2 separate regions of the Zea mays genome follow, and region 2 is linked to region 1. Evidence: chromatin contacts called from public Hi-C data. All regions are on one chromosome and are shown on one strand. Each heading gives the region's core, a stretch centred on a gene start, on an enhancer-like site or on the middle of the called end of the contact. The rest is flanking DNA. Distances are from core to core; before and after follow the strand shown. Region 1 holds the start of LOC100216929 (BES transcription factor). Region 2 holds the start of LOC100282010 (60S ribosomal protein L11-1).

Evidence for each region. Hi-C and Micro-C count contacts between places; a contact is called where the count stands out from the background.
Region 2: a contact with region 1 is called in a Hi-C map of leaf, with 3 times the contacts expected there. The contact joins the promoter of LOC100282010 here to the promoter of LOC100216929 in region 1. A contact is called at or near these places in 5 of 25 Hi-C or Micro-C datasets (bundle sheath, leaf, tassel and 1 more).

What each region holds. Positions count from the first base shown.
Region 1 is chr9:81,659,134-81,662,114 of Zm-B73-REFERENCE-NAM-5.0, forward strand. LOC100216929 (BES transcription factor) reads right to left here and starts at 1,279. Exons shown (of 2, transcript NM_001143314.1): 1 at 698-1,279. The coding sequence starts at 943.
Region 2 is chr9:82,191,411-82,194,134 of Zm-B73-REFERENCE-NAM-5.0, forward strand. LOC100282010 (60S ribosomal protein L11-1) reads left to right here and starts at 1,299. Exons shown (of 5, transcript NM_001154923.2): 1 at 1,299-1,448; 2 at 1,554-1,661; 3 at 2,300-2,342; 4 at 2,439-2,634. The coding sequence starts at 1,446.

The sequences.
Region 1 (2,981 bases), core at 29-2,528:
TACCTAGACTGAACCACCTTCCCTCAGCTGAGGAGGACCAAGAGAAATGTGGTAGCGGACAAAAAAAAATCTTCAGATGAGCTGTTGAAAATTTTCTTTTGGTCATGGCTAGGAAGGAACTACAAAAGCACCATTGGGAAGAAGAAAGCATGGCATCCCCAAAAGAAGTGCCTTCAGCGAATGCCGAAAAGGAAAGCAGCATTTCCCCGTTTGCGGTAAATCAAGCTTCCGTTTCCCTGGCCCGACAACAGACGAGCCTAAAACAGAGCCACCCGCCAAGCATAGCAATGGGTGACCCAAGACGAAAACGGAGCTCAAAGCAAGGAAGGACAGCTCCAAATCCAACGGCATATAGGAGCATCCAAAGATCGGCGGCCCACCGAACCAACGAAACCGCTACATTGCGTCCCGAGTGGCTAAAACGAAGGAGTGCGCTGTCCCCAGCCTCAGTAGTTCTACAGAGACGCTCCAAGTCCCAACAAAAGCGAAGATGAGTCTCCTGCTAGATTTGTGTAATTCTAACCGAAACCACCAAGCACGACTACTGGCGCTGCAAAAGTCTACGGAGCAATCAAAGCGAAAGCAAGCTTCTTTTTGAAAGCGCGGAGCAGGAACGGGATCGAAGCTAAGCTAAGCCGTCGAGAGGCCTGAGGCAGGGGGGGGAGGGGGGGGGGGGGGATGGATCGGCGGCGGGTACCTTGCGGTAGGTGGTGCCGTCGGGCTCGACGGTCCAGCCGGCCTCGTTGCAGAGCGCCTTGAGCACCTCGTTGTTGTCGCAGTGCTTGGGCAGGTTGTAGTTGCCGTAGGCCCTGAGGCCGGCGAAGATCTTGGCGGCGATCGCGCGGCGCCGGCGCTCCCTGCGGCGGTTGTTCTCGCGCTCCCTCCACGTGGGCACCCTGGTGCCCCCGATCCCGGCCGCGGCTCCCCCGGCGCCGCTCGTCATCGGCGGCGCGCCGGATCTCGCGGATCTGCTCCCCTCCCCCACGGCTGCAAGCCTGCAACCCCCGCGGTCCCTGTTCCCTTGCGGACGCTGCTCACCTCCTCGCTTGCTTTGATTTGTTTATTATTTGAGGGGGGTGGAATTTGGGGGAAGGAGCAGGAGGAGGAGGAGGAACAAGTAGTGGTCGTCTGAACGCAGCCGCCGCTGCTCTGCTGTGGCTACAGCTACGCTGCTGCTGTGGCTGCCGCTAGGTTGCTCCTCCCTCCTTCCTATTGTAACGCTGGCTGGGGGAGTGAGTGAGGAGCGAGGCTGGCCGTGGCCGAGGCTGGCGGAGCTGTGCTGATGCCTGATGCCAAGCTCCAGGAGTTACCCGGCTCACTCTTTTACCAGCGGCCCCCGGTGGAAGCGCCAAACTACCAGGGGCAGAAGCGGTATTCCCCTCAGCCCGGGCAGGGGAACGGTTAAAAAACGTGAGGGACCAGCTTTTGCAAAGTACGACGTCGCTCCCTGACGCGCGGGGCCCATGCGCCACGGCGGTTTCGTGGTCAAACGGGATGAGTGGTGGTGGGGGGCCTCGACAGCCGCCGTCTCGTCAGAGCGCAATCATCACGCCCAAGCGGGTGGTTCGCGCGAGCCGGACCGGCGGACCGCGGCCGAGCTCACCCGGGGGCCGGGACGGTGGCGTGGCTTTGGCGCGTGCCAGAGGAGGGACCCCGCGCGGCGGGTGAGTGTGGGAAACGGCCTCGGGATCCGCGGCGGGCGGGAGGCCTACGGCACGTTGCTGCTCACGCTCGCCACGTAACGACGCCGCTGTGGCCTGGGGGATACACTCCCAACTCCCAAGCCCTGACTCCAGCGGCGCTGCGCCTGCCGGTGGCCGCTCGGTCGCCTTGTTTGCACCGCATCGTTTGCTCCCGTAGTCCCGTGTCCGTCTTTTGCTCGCGCGTACGTTCGCCCGGCTTTGCCGGGTGTGTTTCCGGGCGTTTCGTGCGTGAATCCGGGGGCCGCGGCGGCAGCGGCCAGCTCGATGATGCATGTGTGTGGTACATTGTCTAGCGTGTGCATCGCGTACTGCTACGAGTATATAAATAAAACTTTCTTCCCGGATTTGCGTTACCAAAAAAAAAAGACACGGTGGCCTCACTCGATAGCTAGCGCTAGCCTTTGACTTTTTGATGGAAGCATCTGCGTCAGCGTGACGGTGAATGTACTCCTCGGATGACGTTTTCTTCTATCTCCATGGTTTTTTAGATATTTGTCTAAGGAAACGATGATTTTTGTGTGCATCACGTTACACTAGTCGATTTAGTGGGTGTTTAATTTTTATGGACTATTTTTAGTTACTATATTTTATTTTATTTTAGTTTCTATTTTTATGGCAAGATTTTTCTCCTGCTACGTAGGTCCTACTCGTTAGTCGTTAATGACGGGTAAAAAGTGTGGCAAGATTATCTTAGCGCGTGAAAAATTGTGGCCCAGAATTTAAACGCCTAACCTTAAACACCTTAGACAAGTGTGGCATAAAATTCTGTGGCAATTTTTGACACCATAGGTATACAACCAAATAGCTTTCTAGAGGAATTTTTGGCAAAAAATTGCGCAATTTTTTTGGCACATAGGTATAGATTCGTCGTTGCATATCTCGCAAAATGCAATGTGTCGCCCGCGGGTGTCTGTGTATACGGCAAAGCTCGGCGTCAAACTTGTCTGCCACTTTGCACACGGTCTTGCATGCCCGCTACTTTGCCACATATATTTTTTTATTTTCAACAACTTTTATTTTAAAATAGCTCCACTTTTAAATTTTTTATGTTTGTTACTGTTTTGTTGCTTAAACGGATTTGGGATTTGGTGCGGCAAAATCACGTTGTCGCATTACATTAGGGCTGAAAAATAAGTTCCAGGCTTGAAAGCCGGCTCGAGCTCACGAGCCTCGAACGAGCCAAGCCTGTTGTTTTAGCTCATTTTCGCAGCGAGCCGAGCCGGCTCGTTCCAGCTCATGAGCCTGTTTTTTAGTCTTTGATGATGAATATATTATAGT
Region 2 (2,724 bases), core at 49-2,548, 530 kb after region 1:
GTGGGTGGCAGTCTAGCTCTTAAGTGCTAGACTTGTATTAGCTTATCATGATCAGGCCCTAGACCTCTAGTAGCCTACCATGACCCTTCAATAATGGCAATGGGGAATGGGAGGAAAGATACCAAACAAATCAATCGCTTCATCCTCACGATGCACAACACACAACACAGGTAGTTACAGGATGAGATTGATGCAAGGTCCCTCTCGATCGAGAATTAACTACCTAACAAATACTGTTGTGAAAAAGAAGCGACGAAAGCATACATGTACATATATAGCCTGAAAGGATTATTTTCGAACTCGACGAGAGGACGAGATCAATCAGGTGCCGCTGGTGCCAAAGCAAAAGTACAGATATTTATTCTGTTTTTGATGGTCCTGAAAAATGGAGATTGATCTAGGCACCCTTCTAGCTAGCTGAGCACTATCATTTTCATGTAGTGTACCTGTTTTGGTTTCGCTTCCAGTAGGCGGCAATCTGACCGATGTTACAGGGTGTTTGGGTAGGGAGATTCATCTAAGGCTTGTTCATTTCAACAATAATTTATGTAGATTAGATGATATTAAGTCGGTTTAAATTCGTAGCAAGTCGAAATTCATCTCAATCCATTCCAATACACATCAATCCACATGGAATTGAAATAATCGAACAAGGCCTAAAATGGTTCAATTCCCTGATCCGCATCAGTATAGAGTATTGCCACAACTTCTCTAGTGTCAAATGACTAGAGACATTGTTTTCCAATCATGTTGCTGCTCATGCCCATCTGATTGGTTGCCCATCATATGCGTTGACTTTGTCTTAGCTTATGTTTAGTTGCATACACACGATAAACATATGTTGCATGAGCGGATACAAAATAATCCATTTTAAGACGGTTTGGCTGATCGAATCCGTCGTATCTGGCCCACCATGGCCGCACGAGCCCGGGCGCCAACATACAACCATCCAATCAAGCGGTATATGGCTGTATTGCAACGCATGACGCATCTGGTTCCCTAGATGTGGATCCACGTCAGAAATTAGGTCAACAATTCAAAAACAAATTTGTTGACAATAAAAGTCATCATGCTATTTCAAGCCTAGGATCATAGGATGGGCCCTTCTTACTATTTCAAGCCTAGGACGGGCCCTACACATTGGGCCAGTTCGTCATCATGCTGGATTGTTATATTAACCCGGCCTGTACGTCGTCAGTGACGAGGGGCCAGCGAATATAGTCCAAATGTTTTCTTCATATTACAGCCCAAAACAAAAGCCCATAACTTTATCAATGAACCAGGCCCAAGTGAAAGTCGAGACCCCCCTGTCTCTAGGGTTTCCCTCTTTTAATTCCCCCGCCGCCGCCCCTCGCCACGCTCCGCCAGCCGCTGCCACTCGCCACGTTCCACCAGCCGGCGCCCCTTTTCCTTCTCACTCCGCTGGCGCCGGCGCCGCCTTATCCATGGTGAGCATCTGGTCTCTCCCGTCATCACGCTTAGCTGCTCCTCAGTTACTGTATATGGACCTAACCCTTATGCGCTTCTCTGTGTGCGTGTCTTTTCTTTCGCAGGCGTCGGAGAAGAAGCAATCCAACCCGATGAGGGAGATCAAGGTGCAGAAGCTGGTGCTCAACATCTCCGTCGGAGAGAGTGGGGATCGCCTCACCCGCGCCGCCAAGGTTCGTGCCTGTTCTTGCGCCTCAGATTTTTGCAAAAAAAAAAAAACAGTTTATTGTTTTTTATCCTTGTTATAGCCGTCCGGTTTCCATCGTTGGTAGATGTAATCTCATGCGCCCTTCATAGGTAGCTTCTGCTACTCGTTTAGTATGGTTTGTTCGGATTGTGTGTAACCAGGATAATATTTTTTATAACGGAAGAATGTAGTTCCATGGAAAGAGTTTGAAATTCAGTCTGGTCTCCGTATTGTGCAACAATTCCTTAACGGATTGCAGCTGGCAGATGACGTCTCTTATAGTTGTAGGCTTGTAGGATCACTTTGTGTAGTCATTTCTGATGTCGATCACTGACAACAGAATGAGAATTCGAAGCTTAATGGTAACTGTGTAATAAAGAAACTTGAGCTATTAATGTCATTTATCATTACAGTGCCTTTTCTAGTACATCGAAACTCATGCAAATGACCTCAACCATGTTGTTTTGGTGGCTGTAGCTACTCATTTACTGCTTAGTATTGTAAATCATACTATTTTGAACTCTAACTATGCTGTAAACTGCTTAATAGTTGATTACTTCTATGGACCCCTTTAAATTTACCATAAGCATATCAGTAAGTCCATGGTTGCATCCATGCTTGCAGGTCCTGGAGCAACTGAGTGGCCAGTCACCAGTGTTCTCTAAGGGTATATTTGCTTGTTTTATATTAGTGTTTTCTTCTCTGCTTCCTAACACCGATGAGTTTCTTTTGTTTAATATTTTGTGGTTTTCTGATTCTTCAGCTAGGTACACTGTCCGTTCCTTTGGTATCAGGCGTAATGAGAAGATTGCCTGCTATGTTACTGTAAGGGGTGAGAAGGCAATGCAGCTTCTGGAGAGTGGACTTAAGGTCAAGGAATATGAACTGCTAAGGAGGAACTTCAGTGACACAGGGTGCTTTGGTTTCGGAATCCAGGAGCACATTGATCTTGGCATCAAGTAAGACTCTTCAGTGTGTCCTGTTTCTGACTCACTGAAACTTAGGTCTATAATTATGTTAATACAAAATTGAGCAGCATTTAGCTATCA